Regions from separate parts of the Mus musculus genome. Here regions 1, 2, 3 and 4 are each linked to region 5. The links are chromatin contacts, called in public HiChIP or PLAC-seq and promoter capture Hi-C maps. All regions are on one chromosome and are shown on one strand. Each heading gives the region's core, a stretch centred on a gene start, on an enhancer-like site or on the middle of the called end of the contact. The rest is flanking DNA. Distances are from core to core; before and after follow the strand shown.

Evidence for each region. Promoter capture Hi-C pulls out the DNA fragments that hold promoters and counts their contacts. HiChIP or PLAC-seq counts read pairs in DNA pulled down with a chosen protein or histone mark.
Region 1: a promoter capture Hi-C map of second pharyngeal arch cranial neural crest shows a contact between it and region 5. The contact joins the promoter of Tpbgl here to the promoter of Neu3 in region 5. A contact is called at or near these places in 29 of 39 promoter capture datasets (the 3T3-L1 cell line, 3T3-L1-derived adipocytes, the C10 cell line and 18 more), 3 of 15 datasets of contacts at CTCF or cohesin (CD8 T cells, large pre-B cells and stem cell-derived epiblast-like cells), 3 of 484 Hi-C or Micro-C datasets (bone marrow-derived macrophages and embryonic stem cells), 14 of 115 datasets of contacts at active chromatin or transcription factors (bone marrow-derived macrophages, cardiomyocytes, embryonic basal ganglia and 9 more) and 4 of 9 other capture datasets (adipose tissue, embryonic stem cells, liver and 1 more).
Region 2: a contact with region 5 is called in a promoter capture Hi-C map of liver. The contact joins the enhancer-like site here to the promoter of Neu3 in region 5. A contact is called at or near these places in 14 of 39 promoter capture datasets (the C10 cell line, the HPC-7 cell line, cranial neural crest and 9 more), 1 of 484 Hi-C or Micro-C datasets (bone marrow-derived macrophages), 8 of 115 datasets of contacts at active chromatin or transcription factors (Th17 cells, astrocytes, bone marrow-derived macrophages and 5 more) and 3 of 9 other capture datasets (adipose tissue, liver and pancreatic islet).
Region 3: a contact with region 5 is called in an H3K27ac HiChIP or PLAC-seq map of SST interneurons, with 4 times the contacts expected there. The contact joins the enhancer-like site here to the promoter of Neu3 in region 5. A contact is called at or near these places in 2 of 39 promoter capture datasets (cranial neural crest and hippocampal neurons), 1 of 15 datasets of contacts at CTCF or cohesin (stem cell-derived epiblast-like cells), 1 of 484 Hi-C or Micro-C datasets (bone marrow-derived macrophages), 6 of 115 datasets of contacts at active chromatin or transcription factors (SST interneurons, cardiomyocytes, craniofacial prominence and 3 more) and 3 of 9 other capture datasets (adipose tissue, embryonic stem cells and liver).
Region 4: a promoter capture Hi-C map of stem cell-derived epiblast-like cells shows a contact between it and region 5, with 3 times the contacts expected there. The contact joins the promoter of Chrdl2 here to the promoter of Neu3 in region 5. A contact is called at or near these places in 10 of 39 promoter capture datasets (cranial neural crest, embryonic stem cells, hematopoietic stem and progenitor cells and 4 more), 3 of 484 Hi-C or Micro-C datasets (the Ba/F3 cell line, large pre-B cells and pro-B cells) and 4 of 9 other capture datasets (adipose tissue, liver, macrophages and 1 more).

The regions. Positions count from the first base shown.
Region 1 is chr7:99,625,709-99,628,408 of GRCm38.p6, reverse strand. It overlaps Tpbgl (trophoblast glycoprotein-like), which reads left to right and starts at 1,306. Exons shown (of 1, transcript NM_001195529.1): 1 at 1,306-2,700. The coding sequence starts at 1,761.
Region 2 is chr7:99,663,359-99,666,058 of GRCm38.p6, reverse strand. It overlaps Slco2b1 (solute carrier organic anion transporter family, member 2b1), which reads left to right. Exons shown (of 14, transcript NM_001252530.1): 10 at 1,115-1,280. Among named protein-coding and RNA genes, the nearest start is that of Gm25409, 11 kb to the right of the region's middle. Within about 2 kb of position 1,283, at least 96 of the 459 cell types and tissues checked have an H3K27ac peak or open chromatin away from gene starts, as enhancers often do. A contact at or near this core is called in adipose tissue and liver, where this site is marked.
Region 3 is chr7:99,583,054-99,585,753 of GRCm38.p6, reverse strand. Arrb1 (arrestin, beta 1) reads right to left here. Exons shown (of 16, transcript NM_177231.2): 3 at 2,034-2,094. Among named protein-coding and RNA genes, the nearest start is that of Mir326, 32 kb to the right of the region's middle. Within about 2 kb of position 1,428, at least 18 of the 459 cell types and tissues checked have an H3K27ac peak or open chromatin away from gene starts, as enhancers often do. A contact at or near this core is called in SST interneurons, where this site is marked.
Region 4 is chr7:100,004,987-100,007,686 of GRCm38.p6, reverse strand. Chrdl2 (chordin-like 2) reads right to left here and starts at 1,283. Exons shown (of 11, transcript NM_133709.3): 1 at 1,040-1,283. The coding sequence starts at 1,121.
Region 5 is chr7:99,827,002-99,829,701 of GRCm38.p6, reverse strand. It overlaps Neu3 (neuraminidase 3), which reads left to right and starts at 1,285. Exons shown (of 3, transcript NM_016720.2): 1 at 1,285-1,544.

The DNA.
Region 1 (2,700 bases), core at 57-2,556, 200 kb after region 5:
TTGATAGACCACACATGGGCATGTGTAAGTCTGTTTGTGTAAAGTTTGCCTTTTTGTGTAGAGGCACACGTGTGTAAACTCAGGTGGCCATGTATACAGACATGTCCAGCTCTAAAAGCTACTACTGTCATCTGCTAGCATCTGGAGGTTATCATGGAGACAGGACTAGGTCAATATGAGCTGAGGGAGTCCAGCAAGATCACCAGCCTGGTCCTTAGTGTTGGTATTTGCCTGAGACCCAGGGAATGCAGGATATGCCTCAGAAAGTGGTTTCAATTTGCTGGTCGATCTTCTAAATGCAACTTCAGGGAAGAAACCAACCAGTAGTCTTCAGTTCAGGAGAAAGAGACTGACTGATGCTTATGGGGAGGAGGGGAGCCTCTATCCCAACCAGCTCTGCCAAGTAAGATACTCGAATGGCCTGCAGATCAAATGTCAGCTTCTCCAACCTGAATAATTCATGCCAAGACCAGGAATGCTCCCTCCTCTGGAGTCTGTCTCTTTAAATCAGGTCTTGAGCTTCTCAATTCTGGAGGAAAAAAAAAGTAAATAAGTAAAACCCAGAAAGAAAGAAAAACAAAACAAAACAAAACAAGCCTATTAACAGCTCAGCCCCCACCTCAGCCCTGGATTTTACCACACCCCCACCCTCCACTACAAAATCAGTTCCTGATTTTCCTGCTCCTAGAGCCCTCTCCCCAACCGGCACACCACTCAATATTGACTGGTAGGGCAATTTGGAGGGGAAGGGGCACAGTATCCTGGCAGTACTCAGTGCTGGGGCGGGGTGGGCAAGCAAAGAGCTGAATCACTCCACCCACCGCTCCCTGAGCCTAGGAGGGGCCCAGCCTGAAAGGTGGAACCAATGGGAGTGGTCTTGGCAGAGGCAGAGCAGCCTGAATTAGGGCGCGGGAGATGTGGGGACAGAGGGTGTTTTAGAACATAGAAGAGGGTCGATAAAAGACTGGACACACAGGACCTGCAGAGTTTTAGACACAGCCTAAGGGAACTGGGTTCGCAAAGGAGACATCCAAGGCTAGGGATTTTCCAGGCTCGCTCCCTTAGCACAGCTCCTTTCCTTGACTACAAGAAGAGTAACTTTGTCAGCCCACCCCTCAGCCCTGCCTCCTTTTCTAGGGACAGCTCTAAACTCTCCCACCTTCTCTGGGTGCACAGATCCACCTGCCAGGTCAGCCCTGAGGGCCCCGCCCCACGTGTGCTTCGGAGGGAGGAGGAAAGAAGCTGCCTAAACGAAGGGGGTGGGGAAAGAAGCAAGTCAGAGCTTGGGGAGCCAAACTTCTCAGCAGCTCGTGAACTAGAGAGCAGGGGAGCAAGAGAGCGCAGCGGCCCTAAGCCTGCATCTCCGGAGCCTCCCACCCCGCCTCCCTTGCGAGGAGGTGCGGAGACTCCGCTGGGGGCGGAGGAGGCGGCCAGGAGGCGGGGAGGGGGAGGCAAACCCTGCCCACTCGGCTCGGAGCCCGGAACAGCCGCGGAAGTCGGAGGCCGGAGCGCAGGGCGACGAGGGCAGCGAGGGCGGGGGGCTCCGCTCCCCGCCTGACCCCTGTAGCCCCCAGCCATCAAAGTGAAGGCTCCTCGGACTTTACAAGCTGGAGGACGGACCGGTCGGAACTGTCAGCTGCTCCGGGTCAAGGTCTAGCCCACAGCCACCTTCCCGTGCCACCCCCATCCCATCATCTCCAAACGCTCCCAATTCACTGGTGAGCGCTGCGGGCCGGGGGCTGGATGCGGGGACGGCCGCGATGGCCCCGCGCGCGGGACAGCGGGGGCTCTGGAGCCCGCTGCCAGGGCTGCTGCTCTTGGCGGCGGCGCTGAGCCGGCCCGCCGCGCCCTGTCCCTTCCAGTGTTACTGCTTCGGCAGCCCCCGGTTAATGTTGCGCTGCGCGTCGGGCGCGGAGCTCCGGCAGCCGCCCCGGGACGTGCCACCCGACGCGCGCAACCTCACCATCGTGGGCGCCAACCTGACCGTGCTGCGCGCCGCAGCCTTCGCGGGAGGGGGCGAGGGGGCGACGGACGGCGTGCGCCTACCGCTCCTTACCGCGCTGCGCCTCACACACAACAACATCGAGGTAGTAGAGGACGGTGCCTTCGACGGGTTGCCCAGCCTGGCGGCACTCGACCTAAGCCACAACCCGCTACGCGCCCTGGGCTACCGCGCCTTTCGCGGGCTGCCTGCGCTGCGCTCACTACAGCTCAATCACGCGCTGGCTCGAGGCAGCCCCGGGATGCTGGATGCACTGGACGCCGCTCTGGCCCCCCTGGCCGAGCTTCGCCTGCTGGGCTTGGTAGGCAACGCGCTGAGCCGCCTGCCACTCGCCGCGCTGCGCCTGCCCCGCCTGGAGCAGCTGGATGCGCGTGTCAACGCGCTGGCCGGCCTGGGCCCGGACGAGCTGAGCGCGCTTGAGCGCGATGGCGACCTGCCCCAGCCGCGCCTGCTGCTGGCGGACAACCCACTGAGCTGTGGGTGCACCTCGCGCCCCCTGCTGGCCTGGCTGCACAACGCCACCGAGCGCGTACCCGACGCGCGCCGCCTGCGCTGCGCTTCCCCGCGCGTACTGTTGGACCGGCCTCTGATAGACCTGGACGAGGCGCGACTAGGTTGCTCCGACGGCGATGCACACGAGAGCGGGGAAGGGATAGACGTCGCCGGCCCGGAGTTGGAAGCCTCTTACGTCTTCTTCG
Region 2 (2,700 bases), core at 34-2,533, 160 kb after region 5:
ATAGAACCCATTAGAAAGACTGCATGGAGACTTTATGAAGCACACGCGGGTGGAGTGGGGTGGGGTGAGGTGGGGGAGCCTTGAGCCTGCTGAGTGTGTAAGAGGCCCTGGCTCTGGGCAGGTGTCCATGACACTAGTTGTACAGGAATAGGGACTTTCCCCAGTTCACTCAACTGGTCTCAGGCCATCCTGCTTGCCTGTGTCTTCTTTCTCCCCTCCTCCCTCAGTCTTGACATCGCATCTCACCCATATTCTCACCAAAGATCTTATAATTGATGCGCTCCAAGTTCTAGTTCACTGAGGCTTTCCGAGGCCAATGGAGTTTCCCTCTTGTGTTCCTCTGAGTCTCCATGAGATCTCTATAATCGCTTCTGTTGATAGACCCACTTTACTGAAGATACGGTGTCACCTGGCAAGGGTGTTGTGTTTCCTCCTGGCATGAAAGCCAGGCTACAGCCTATGTCCCAAAGCTGTTCTCTAGCCCCCAACCCAGGGTGCTCACCCCTTTAGACTCAGCCTCTCTTCTAGCTCCAGCTCCTATCCAACCTCAGTTCTCCAGCTAGGGTAGAGCACGCCTGGGATCCTGGGGCAGGTCCTCTGGTGGGGGCACTTGACACTGTGAGCAGGACAGGAGAATGACCACAGAGGTCGTGAGACTTCAGGAAAGCGACAGTGAGAAGGGAACCCCAGCCCAGATTACAGAGAAATTACCGTCCCGCAGGGAGGAAGGCATAGGTTAGAGGCCCCACAGCTGCTCCATCTCCTGCCAGGGCCCACCGCAGCTGTCCTTGGCTGAGACAAAGTAACAATTCAGCTCAAAGAGAGAATGGCCCCTTCATCTGACACTCACTTCTGGAAGGGATTTCAATTGTGTTCCATCCAAATACAGGAATATTTGCAGAAGCTCCCAGACATGTAGAATCCAGGGTTGAAAGGGCACTCCACAGCCCAGACTCCTCACTCCCCCATCAGGAAAGTTCCTTAAGCGGTTCTCCCTCAGGGAACAGCTGCAGCTGAAATCACTGGCCACTCCTCTCAGAGTAGGAGCCAGGCTTCAGCCAGAGGCCTGAGAGAAGAGAGCCCAGCCAAACACATTTGCCTCTTCTCTGTCTAGTGCCCAGCCAGGGCCAAGCCTGTTTCCTGGCTGCTCAGAGCCCTGCTCCTGCCAATCAGATGACTTTAACCCTGTTTGTGATACCAGTGCCTATGTGGAGTACACCACACCCTGCCATGCAGGCTGCACAGGTCGTGTCGTCCAGGAGGCTCTGGGCAAAAGCCAGGTAAGGCCAACCTCCCACACACCCTACTCCTCCTATCACACATGCTGCCTGTCACTCTGAACCTCTTGCTTTCCCTCTGTCTCTGCCTCGTTCCTCTGCTTTGGCAAGTGCAGAGCCCCGTTCTGTCAACAAGTTTCGTTGCCAGCTAGGGCTCAGGGAGGTGAGCCTGAGCTCCCAGCTGCTAGCTTGCTTGAGGAAATGACCCACAGGAACTCCAGGCTACAGATGGACAGAAGTGGTCCCTACCAGTACATACAAGCGTGGAAAGGGACACAGCCCATCTGGGAGGGTCTCTGAGGGCCCCAAAAGAAGCACCATCTGTGACAGATCTTCCGGGATCATTAGGAAAATAAGGGCTTGGGATGGGAGGACTTTCTAGGCAGGACAGCAGCATATGTAGAGATTTTAGGAACACACACTTTGTGTGTCTTGCTAGACTTCCCTCCCCACCCAGGTCTTGCACTGAGTGGTTTACCGGGTGAGTTTACTAGCAAGGAAGCAGAAAAGCCACAGTTCCTAGGAGATTTTAAGCACTTACTTTTTTTATGCCCATTGTATAGATAATAAATGAAGGCCTGGGAAAGGACTAAGCAGTGCCCAAGGTCTTATACCAGAGCTGGGACTAGAATCAAGGTCTCTGGTCCGAAGCCTGCACTGGATTCAGAGGATCCACCACTCAGGAGGGTCAGCGCTCAGGGATTCTTTCCAGCCTGGGGTTGATTGGCTCTTGTCACATGTAACTCCTTGGTTCATCATAAGAACCTGGGCCCAGGAATGGGCTGGTCCATGCCCAAGGTGCACTCAGGTAGAGACAGAGTAAGATCTCAGGCTTATAAGGCAAAGTCATCCCTGTGGGGGAGACTGGAGACGTCTGTGAGGACCTCCCACCATGGACATAGATGCCTATGAGGAAAGCTTGGAGAAGAATCTAGAAAGCAGTGTCCAGCCTTGGTGTCCACCCCAGCTGTCCTTCCAAGCAAAGGAGCAGTGTTGGAGCTACCTGCCAGTCCTCTGCTTTGGCATGTTTTTCCATGACCTGACTCCAGGGCGTCTGCAGCTCAGCGGGCTGCTCCGCATGTAACTGAAGCCTAAAGGCCACTCCTTACATATGTGAAGCGCTGCGAGGGCTTAGAGTTCTGCCAGTACAGCCTGGCCATACCTAGCAGCTCTGCATGGCAATAGGTGGACATCCCAGTGGCCCCTCCCTCTGCCATCCTATCTTTCTTCTTTCATTAGTTCTATCTCCTAAATACTTCGCCTCAAAAGTCTTTCCCCATGCACCCTGACAGTGGGAACTTCTGCTTGCTCATCCCAGTAGCCACTGAGCTTAAATCCTTTCAAAATGCTACCTTGGGTTTCTCAACCCTTCTCATGCTGAGAATTGTCAGAGAATTTTTTTTTCTGTAGTAAGAAGCAAGAG
Region 3 (2,700 bases), core at 179-2,678, 240 kb after region 5:
AGAAAAAAACAGACAGTGAGTGTCTTGGCCCAGGTTATAGGGATATTCCAGTCCACCCTCGGGGTCACCCACCCCTCCAGCATGCTTTTCCATTCATGATGGGCATCACCTATATGCCATGTCCTGTACTGACCGGGCACCAGGAGCTCAGCTGAGGGTAAATACAATGTCCCAGTGAAGACACATGACCCTCCAGCAGTGTTTCCTCAATAGGGTCAAAGGGGATGACTTGGAGCCTGGCCCCACAGAACGAGGCAGGGTTAGATGACCAAGAGACATGTCAAGAAAGCTGGAAGGGAAAGTTCAGCTCAGTGGCCAGAGAGGAGGAGAGGATTCCCAGAGCTGGTGCAAATATTCCATCAGCTGGGTGCTGGGCCCTGGGCTAGCACCAGGTCCCTGCCCCAGATGGGATGGCGGAGAGAAGGGAAGACAGGATCAGTTCAGAGAGGCAGTGTCACAGGCAGAAGGCTTCTTACTGAGGCAAATGAGCAAGCCTGGACCATGCCCTAAGAATTCATTGGGTCGGGGCTGGTGAGATGGCTCAGTGGGTAAGAGCACCCAACTGCTCTTCCGAAGGTCAGGAGTTCAAATCCCAGCAACCACATGGTGGCTCACAACCACCCATAACAAGATCTGACTCCCTCTTCTGGAGTGTATGAAGACAGCTACAGTGTACTTACATATAATCAATAAATAAATCTTTAAAAAAAAAAAGAATTCATTGGGTCCTCAGGTCCTGCAGGGAATCTGGCATGGATAAGGACCCTCCAGTGCCAATGTGTGTACTGGAGATCTAGTTCTCTTCTCCTCTCAGCTGTCCACAGCCTCTGCTGTACTCGGGTTATGTTCAACACTGGCCCACAGAGAACTCTCAGAAACCTCTGCCTGAAACCGAACACAGGTGAACCCAGGGCCCAGGGCCTCGGAAAAGTCAGTTCTGGAGAAGATGTAAATAGTGGGACATCAGAAGGCCTACAAGCAAGGCTGGAGAGGTCAACTAGGTGGTTCTGTTCCAGGTCCTAAAGGAAGGGGCCTGGATCTTCAGCTTGTAGCCCTGTCAACACCCGTAGGCTCAGGGCCCGAGGCTTCTGCTTATATTCACAAAGCTCTTTTCTCTATGAGCTGAAATCTGCTGCTATGCTTTGCCTTCTGGACTCTGGCACAGCAAGGGTCCCTCAGCCCAAGGACGGTGCACAAGAGCACAGCATCATCTCTGAGACGATTTCTGAGGCCAGTTTCTTCACCAGGCCTCAGTTTGAATCACTGTGACACCCACCTCCCTTTTTCATGGTCATCTTTTTTTAAAAAATAACAATCTGGGCTCAGTGCTTCCATTTGTAAATCGGATGACTCTGAGCCTCCCCATACAACAAGAAAAGAGCCTGTGAGACCAACGACTTTCTACAGAAGCAGCTGTTGTGAGCATGGGCAATTTACTCCCACGGAGTCATTTAGCACATTGTCCTAACTGTGGTGGTGGTAGGGGTAGTTCTTGTATCTAATGGGCAGGGACCAGGGACGCTGGCAAACATCCTGCAATGTCCAGGCAGACGTATGCTACCAACTGAGAATAATACAAACCAAGATGGCAACATTTCCAAGAGACAGAAACCCTGAACTCAGCCAAGCCCTTGGGAGCCAATCTCAGCTGTGACACAGCATCTCCGGCAGAGTCCCGTCTAGGTAAGAACACTCCCTGTTTCAGAAATCCTAAGAAAGATTTCCCTAGGAGACAGCAGAGACGGAGGCTAGAATTTTGACTCAGCAGCTTTGTGACCTGGAACAAGTTGCTAAGCCTCTCTGTGCCTCATTCTGTCCAGAAAGCAGGAGTTATCACTGCTGCACAGCAGGCCTTATGTAAGATGTGGCTGCTGCTGTTCTGCTCCTAGCCTTGGAGCAGTCAGAGGCCTCTGTCTTGAATAGGGAGGAGCTGTCCAGAAGCCTGCTTCCTGAAGCAGGAAGCCATGCCTACCCATTCTGTGTGTCAGAGCTCTGGAGATAGGGCTCTCCCTAGCCCACCGACCAGCACTCACCCACGGGGTCCACGAGGTCAATGTGGTCCACAAAGTCCCGCTTTCCCAGGTAGACAGTGAGCTAGGGAGGAGAGGCACAAGAGCATTAGTGGCTGTGGAACAGCAGAACACAGGACCCTACCCTGAAGCCAACGCTGGCACCTACACACATTCCTAACCCTTAGTGGAACCACAGCAAGATACGACTCCTTGCCCCAAACCTAATATTAACAATAATAAACCTTTGAAAAGTTTTAAACACCTCTGCCTCCCAAAGCCCTAGGAAAGAGTTGTTATTCTTCCCATTTTAGAGATAAACACATTGAGGCCTAGGGTGTTCTTCAAACCAAACACCACTGAGCAGTTGGGGGCAAAGCTGCAGGGGCAAAGCAGAACACAACAGGAAAGTGAGGTAACCTGGGGAGGTTTGGGGGGACAGGCAGACAAGCCAAGTGCTCCCTGCAAGTGCTGACGCTGTCTCTGGGCTCTTCAGCTATCTCCCTGCACCAGGCAGGATGTTGTCTCTGGGGCACTGAGGAGTTGGGGAGCTAGCTTCCCTAGCCAGTCAGCGGCCAGAGAACAAGGGCTCCGAGCCAGACCTAGCTCCACTGAGCTGGGAGCACCATCCTAAATGTCCCCTGGTCCTCGGCCTTGCCTCAGTCCTGACCCCTGCATTCCGTCCTGTTTC
Region 4 (2,700 bases), core at 34-2,533, 180 kb before region 5:
TTCCATTCCCAGAAGCAGGACAGAATCTAGCCTCACTAGCTCCACAAAGCCAGTAGCCAGTCAGAAGCAGAGCTGGCAGGTGGAGCCAAGCCTGGAAAAGGTTGTCAGCTAGGGGGTGGGGACCTGGGTCTTCAAGTTTGGTGGCCTGGAGCAAACTACTGTCCTTGTTGGGCTCTGTTTCTTTATTGGGGAGGTTCAGAAGGAGTCACCAGCATAAGGAGGGGCAGTTAGGAAACAGAGGCTGTGGTCCTGCATAACCTACTGTTTGAAGTGGAAACTCTGGGGGCTTAGGCAGCTGATACACTTTGATGAGGCCACCTTGTAGCATCTCTATACAAGCTGCTCTGCCTGCTCCCTGTCATTTAATACATTTAACGGCTTTAAGAGGCTCCTATTTTATAGATTAGAAAAGAGATGGTGAGGTGCCCTCCGTGTCTGACCCATCAGCTGGCACACAGTGAGGCTGGGAAGATGAAGAACCTCATCTTTTTTCACCACGCCCCGATGCCTTCCAGTCTCACAGCCCCACATCGGGGTGTCTCCCAGACGCTGTAAAGGCAGGATTTGGAATTAGACTCTTGGCTTTGGATAGCTTACCAGCTTCGGAAACTTTCTTCTCTTTGCCCTGCCGATTTTACTCATCAATTAAATGTAATGATGACACCTCATGGAGTGTTGTGAGTATCAAAAGCGATAATGGACTCCACTTTGTTCATCTTTCAGCCCAGGAGCTCATCAGCCTTTCCGTCTTTCACACTCAACACATCAGGCTGCTGGGAGTAAAGTCCCTTCCCACAATGCACACTGCTCTTCCCCCAGCAGCACCCCAGAAAGAAACTCTGCCAAACTTTTCTCCCCCCAAGACTCACCAGCCCACACTGGTCATGGAGCAACATCTACCCCTGCTATGCAGGTGCTGCCTGGATAAATGCAAGCGTTAAGGGGTCCCCAGGTCCTAACTAACATCTTCCAGCAAAGTACATCCCACTGGTTCGCATCCCTCCCCTGCCTGCCCAGACTTTGCCTGGTTTCTACTTACGGGATAGTGCTTGCGAGTCCAACGGGAGCCAGAACATCACGAGTCCCAGCAAAGAGGGGATGATCCTCACCCCGGGAACCATCCTTCCTTGTCCCAAGGTCAGACAACCCCGGGATGAGCCGGGAGAAAGTGAGATAAGGACACAAGTAAGTCCTCAGAGGACCAAGTAGGACCGCTGCTTGAGGAGTCGGAAAAGCAAAGATGAAGAGGAGCCAAGGACAGGAGAGGTCTAAGGTGAGGATGAGAGGACGGTGGGGAGGGGACGAGGAGAAGAGAGAGAGAGAGAGAGAGAGAGAGAGAGAGAGAGAGAGAGAGAGAGAGAGAGAGAGAGAGAGAGAGAGAGAAATTAGTTGGGGAAATGAAGAAAAAGGCTATGGCAGAGAGGGAGAAGGTGCTAGCTAGAGAACCGGGATCTGCGGGGTGCGGTCACCGGGGTGCAGTGTCCCTGTGGCGCTGGCTGGCGGCGGCGCGGCGGCGCGGGGTCCGGCGCGGGTCTGGGGCGCGGTGGGGCGACAAGACCCTCGGTGGCGGCGCGGGGGAGGTTGAGCGCTGCCGCTGTGCACGCCTCGGGCGCCAGACGCCGCGCTCGGGCGCATTTGTACTTTGCCGCGGGAAGCCTGCAGCCCTGGGCCGCCCTAATGCTGGCGCCTCCTCTGAGGCACCGCGAGCTCGTGGATTGGCCACGAGAAACAAGCCCATTTCTCCCCCTCCCCTTTAGTGCAGGGCTGGGAACCTTCGCTCCAGGCAAGGCGCCGAGTGGAGACGAGGGGGCTGGGGAGGGGGAAGGGGGCCACAGACGCCCCGGGTTTTAACCCCTGGCTCCCCGCGGTACGCAGCCTGCAAGGGGAACCAACCCAGTTAGATTTCAGATGAAACTGAGTGGGGAAGGTCATAGTACGGGTCTGGGAATCTCAGGATTGGGTATTTGGTGGGGGAGTGCAGAGACACTTGCCATTTTGAACACAGTCTGTGTGCTTGCACATAGCGCCTAGGAGAAAGGTTTTCTCTCCAGCACTAAGATAATGATTTGAGTTACTTTAAAAGTCTTCAATATCGTCCTGCAAATGTCGCAAAGGATTAAATAAGATTTGGAACATCAAAGCACTTCAACTTTGGAGGAAAGCCATTTCAGGTACCTGGAATCTCCCATTGGCAGGTGGTGGTCCTAGGCATCATCCCCAGATGAGAGGTAGCTTTGCTATGGAGTCACTGCTGCTACCACTTACCAAGCAGCCCAGGATGAACTCTTTCTACAGGCGAGGCCCCACTGCTCTGCATGCGCCAGTGACAGCCAGGGTCAGAGCTTTGTCCTTTCACCAGAAGGTGAGCACGCTGATCCAGAACCCCAGCAGCCTGGGCAGGCTGTTGCTCCAGACCTCATGTTAGGTGAGCTCCTGAACTAATAGGACCCTAAGAAAAGAACAAGCTCTGTCCACCCCAGAGCACACAGGCTCTGCAATGAGAGGGCAGACTCAAGGTGCTGGCGCCATCCACAGCTTGCTGGGCCACTGTGGGCAAACACAGTCGTCCTGGCTTTGGACCTTGATTCCTGAGCATCTCTTACACAGCTACCAGTGTCTCAGACCAGGACAGGTGTAAGGATGGAGAAGTGGCAGGCCACACCCCATTCCAGGTTATCTGACTGGCAGGGTTAAGGCTGC
Region 5 (2,700 bases), core at 36-2,535:
TTTATGTTTTACTTGGTTCCAACAAAAAAAATGAGTTTCAATTGTTTCTCTCCATGTGAGTTCTACTTCTGAGTATCAAGTTCACTTCAAAGAAAGAAGACCCCATATTCTTACACTGGAACTAGAGGAGGCAGCCATTTGGGAGAGAAACTCCTAACATGACTGGGATGAAATAAAAGGAAGTCACTTTGCTCCTTGGTGGACAGGGCCCTGCCCCCTGGCATCCTCACAGGCAGAGGAGGAATGGGGTCCGGCCGAATCGGCCCTGCTGTGCTGCTTTCTATCTTACTGTGGTTAGACCCACACTTGGGGGTGTGATTTCTTATATTATAAGGTGAAGGGTGCTATCATACATCTTACTATTATAAGTCAAATACAAGTCACTCCCCACAGGGTAATGCCACTATGCTAAATGTCCTAGTTCATTATGTTAACCTGGTACATAAGGAACCACTGTGAATTTTGATACCAATGTACTCCACATCTTGGTTTTTATGTTTGTTTGTTTGGGTTTTTGTTTTGGTCGTGACTTTTTCATTTTCTTTTTAGTCTCCTCTGGTAGCCTTGTTGACCTGATGGGTTTTGTTTGTTTGTTTGTTTCGGTTTGTTTTTTTGTTTGTTTGTTTGTTTGTGTTGTTGTTGTTTTTTTTTAACAGTCATTTTTAGCTTTCTTTGTCCCCACCCCTGGCTGATCTCTTAGATGCTGCAGTGTGTCAAGAGGGGCCTTTTCCTCTTTTGATTTTGGTAGGTGGGGAAGAATGGGATGGTCCTTGCGTGTGATTGTGAAACAAGAGAATGGATTCAGTACTTGGTGACAGATACATGTATGTAAATGTGTGTAGACAATATACAATAAGTTATCGAAGGTACAGGAGAGTGAACCTAGGACGTTGCACCTGCTAGGCGAGTGCTCTGCCACCTAACTGGTTTCTCGGCTCTGTTTATACTTTTTTTTAAAAATCTTGCGAGAAGGGCAATTGTTCAGGGTGGCCTTAAACTCATTTTGTAGTCCAGACAGATGAAATTTAACAGTCTCTACCACACTAGCAAAGTCCACAGCCCCGCACCACCAGGCCCTGATAAATATATACATTTTGGAACCTTTTGCAAGGAGAATGTCCAGTGCTTTGTGTGAAAACACCCCCTTCCACCTTTTATCTTTTTAGGAGTCCCCTCTGAGCCTCGGAACCTTTGTTCGACAATTAGACTGTCTAGGGAAGTTTTAGGCGGTGATACCTTCCACAGACCAATCGTTAAGGGCGTGGAGAAGCAAGCAGGGCGGGCACTGCGCGGTGAAGGGGCGTGGCCTGGCCGGGGAGGTTGACACCCAGACGCTGCTCTCAGTCCTCTGGCGCCTGCTCCCCAGCGCATTCCTTCTGCTCCTGGGATATTTGTCTCATTACTGCCAGTTCTTGCGCAGCGGTCACTGGGTTCGTTTCAGCGTCTGTGGTTTCTGTCGCTGTTATCCAGTCTCCATCGCCCCAGCTCAGCTTCAGGCCTTCTTCCGAGACTCCACGGGAGAGCCCAGAGAGCCTCCGGAGCCGGTGAGCTGGGGTGAGAGTCACCCGGAATTCGGCCGGGGACTGTGGGGACCTGCATCAGGAAGGAAGACTGAGTCAGCCAGAATCAGCTAGGACCATTCTACTTTTGCTTTCTTCCATCTAAAGCCAAACTTCAGCTGTAGTTTAGAACTGTGGGAACAAACCGAGACTGTGAAGTCTTCTTACTATAGAGGAGTTGTGGGCGACCAAAAAGGTTCCAAGGTGGAATGTTTTTGATACTAGATTTGCAACTGAGTGGTCTCCCCTAAGTTTTCCTCTTCAAACAAGGCTGACTTCAGAAGTCGTGCTAAACTGTACTCTCCCCAAGAAAGAGAATAGAGAGGACTTGGTTGGAAGGTGAGAGAGTATGGAACAGTAATTAATAATCAGAATTATCTGCTAAAGCAAACAACTCCAAAGCAGACCTGTACTAGATTCTTCTCAGCCCCTAGTTCTGAGCACATAGTTTGGGTGAATCCTTTAGGTGTGACCAGGCCACTGTGTTACCACTGTCATCATTATTATTAGAATAATCATAGTGAAAATTAATGACAATTTAATTGTTGAGGTGATGGCAGAACCAAAACTGAATTGTAAAAAGGTCAGCATTCACAATAATTAAAGACATCAATTTGTATAGTGCCTTAACGTTTATAAAGCATTTTTGAATGGTCCTGATAAGTACACATTACTAACCTTTAACAAATGAGAGCCAGTCATGGGGCCTGGCTCCTGTTAATCCAAGCACTCAGGAGGCTGGGGCATGAGAATCACAAGTTCAAGACCAGCCCAGGTGCTAAGAGGAGGTTGTAATTGATAGAATAATGCAGTGCTTAATGATGGGGCTTGGTACTGAGAACACAACAATGATGTGGTTTCATTGTGAGAACTTCATCAGTGTGTATGCACATCGTATGGCTCAGCTAGGCTGTATGGAGAATATATATATATATATATATATATATATATATATATATATATATATTCCATATATATGCCTATTGCGGCTGGAGCCATGATGAGTGAAACATGAAATGAAGTCAAACACAAGAAAAAATGGTGTCAAGAGATTCTGAAAGCATGGATTGTGTGAGGCTGCTGCCAGCTAAGGTAATATGCTGTTTCACTGTAAATGTTTGTAAGTTTGTATTCCAAGATA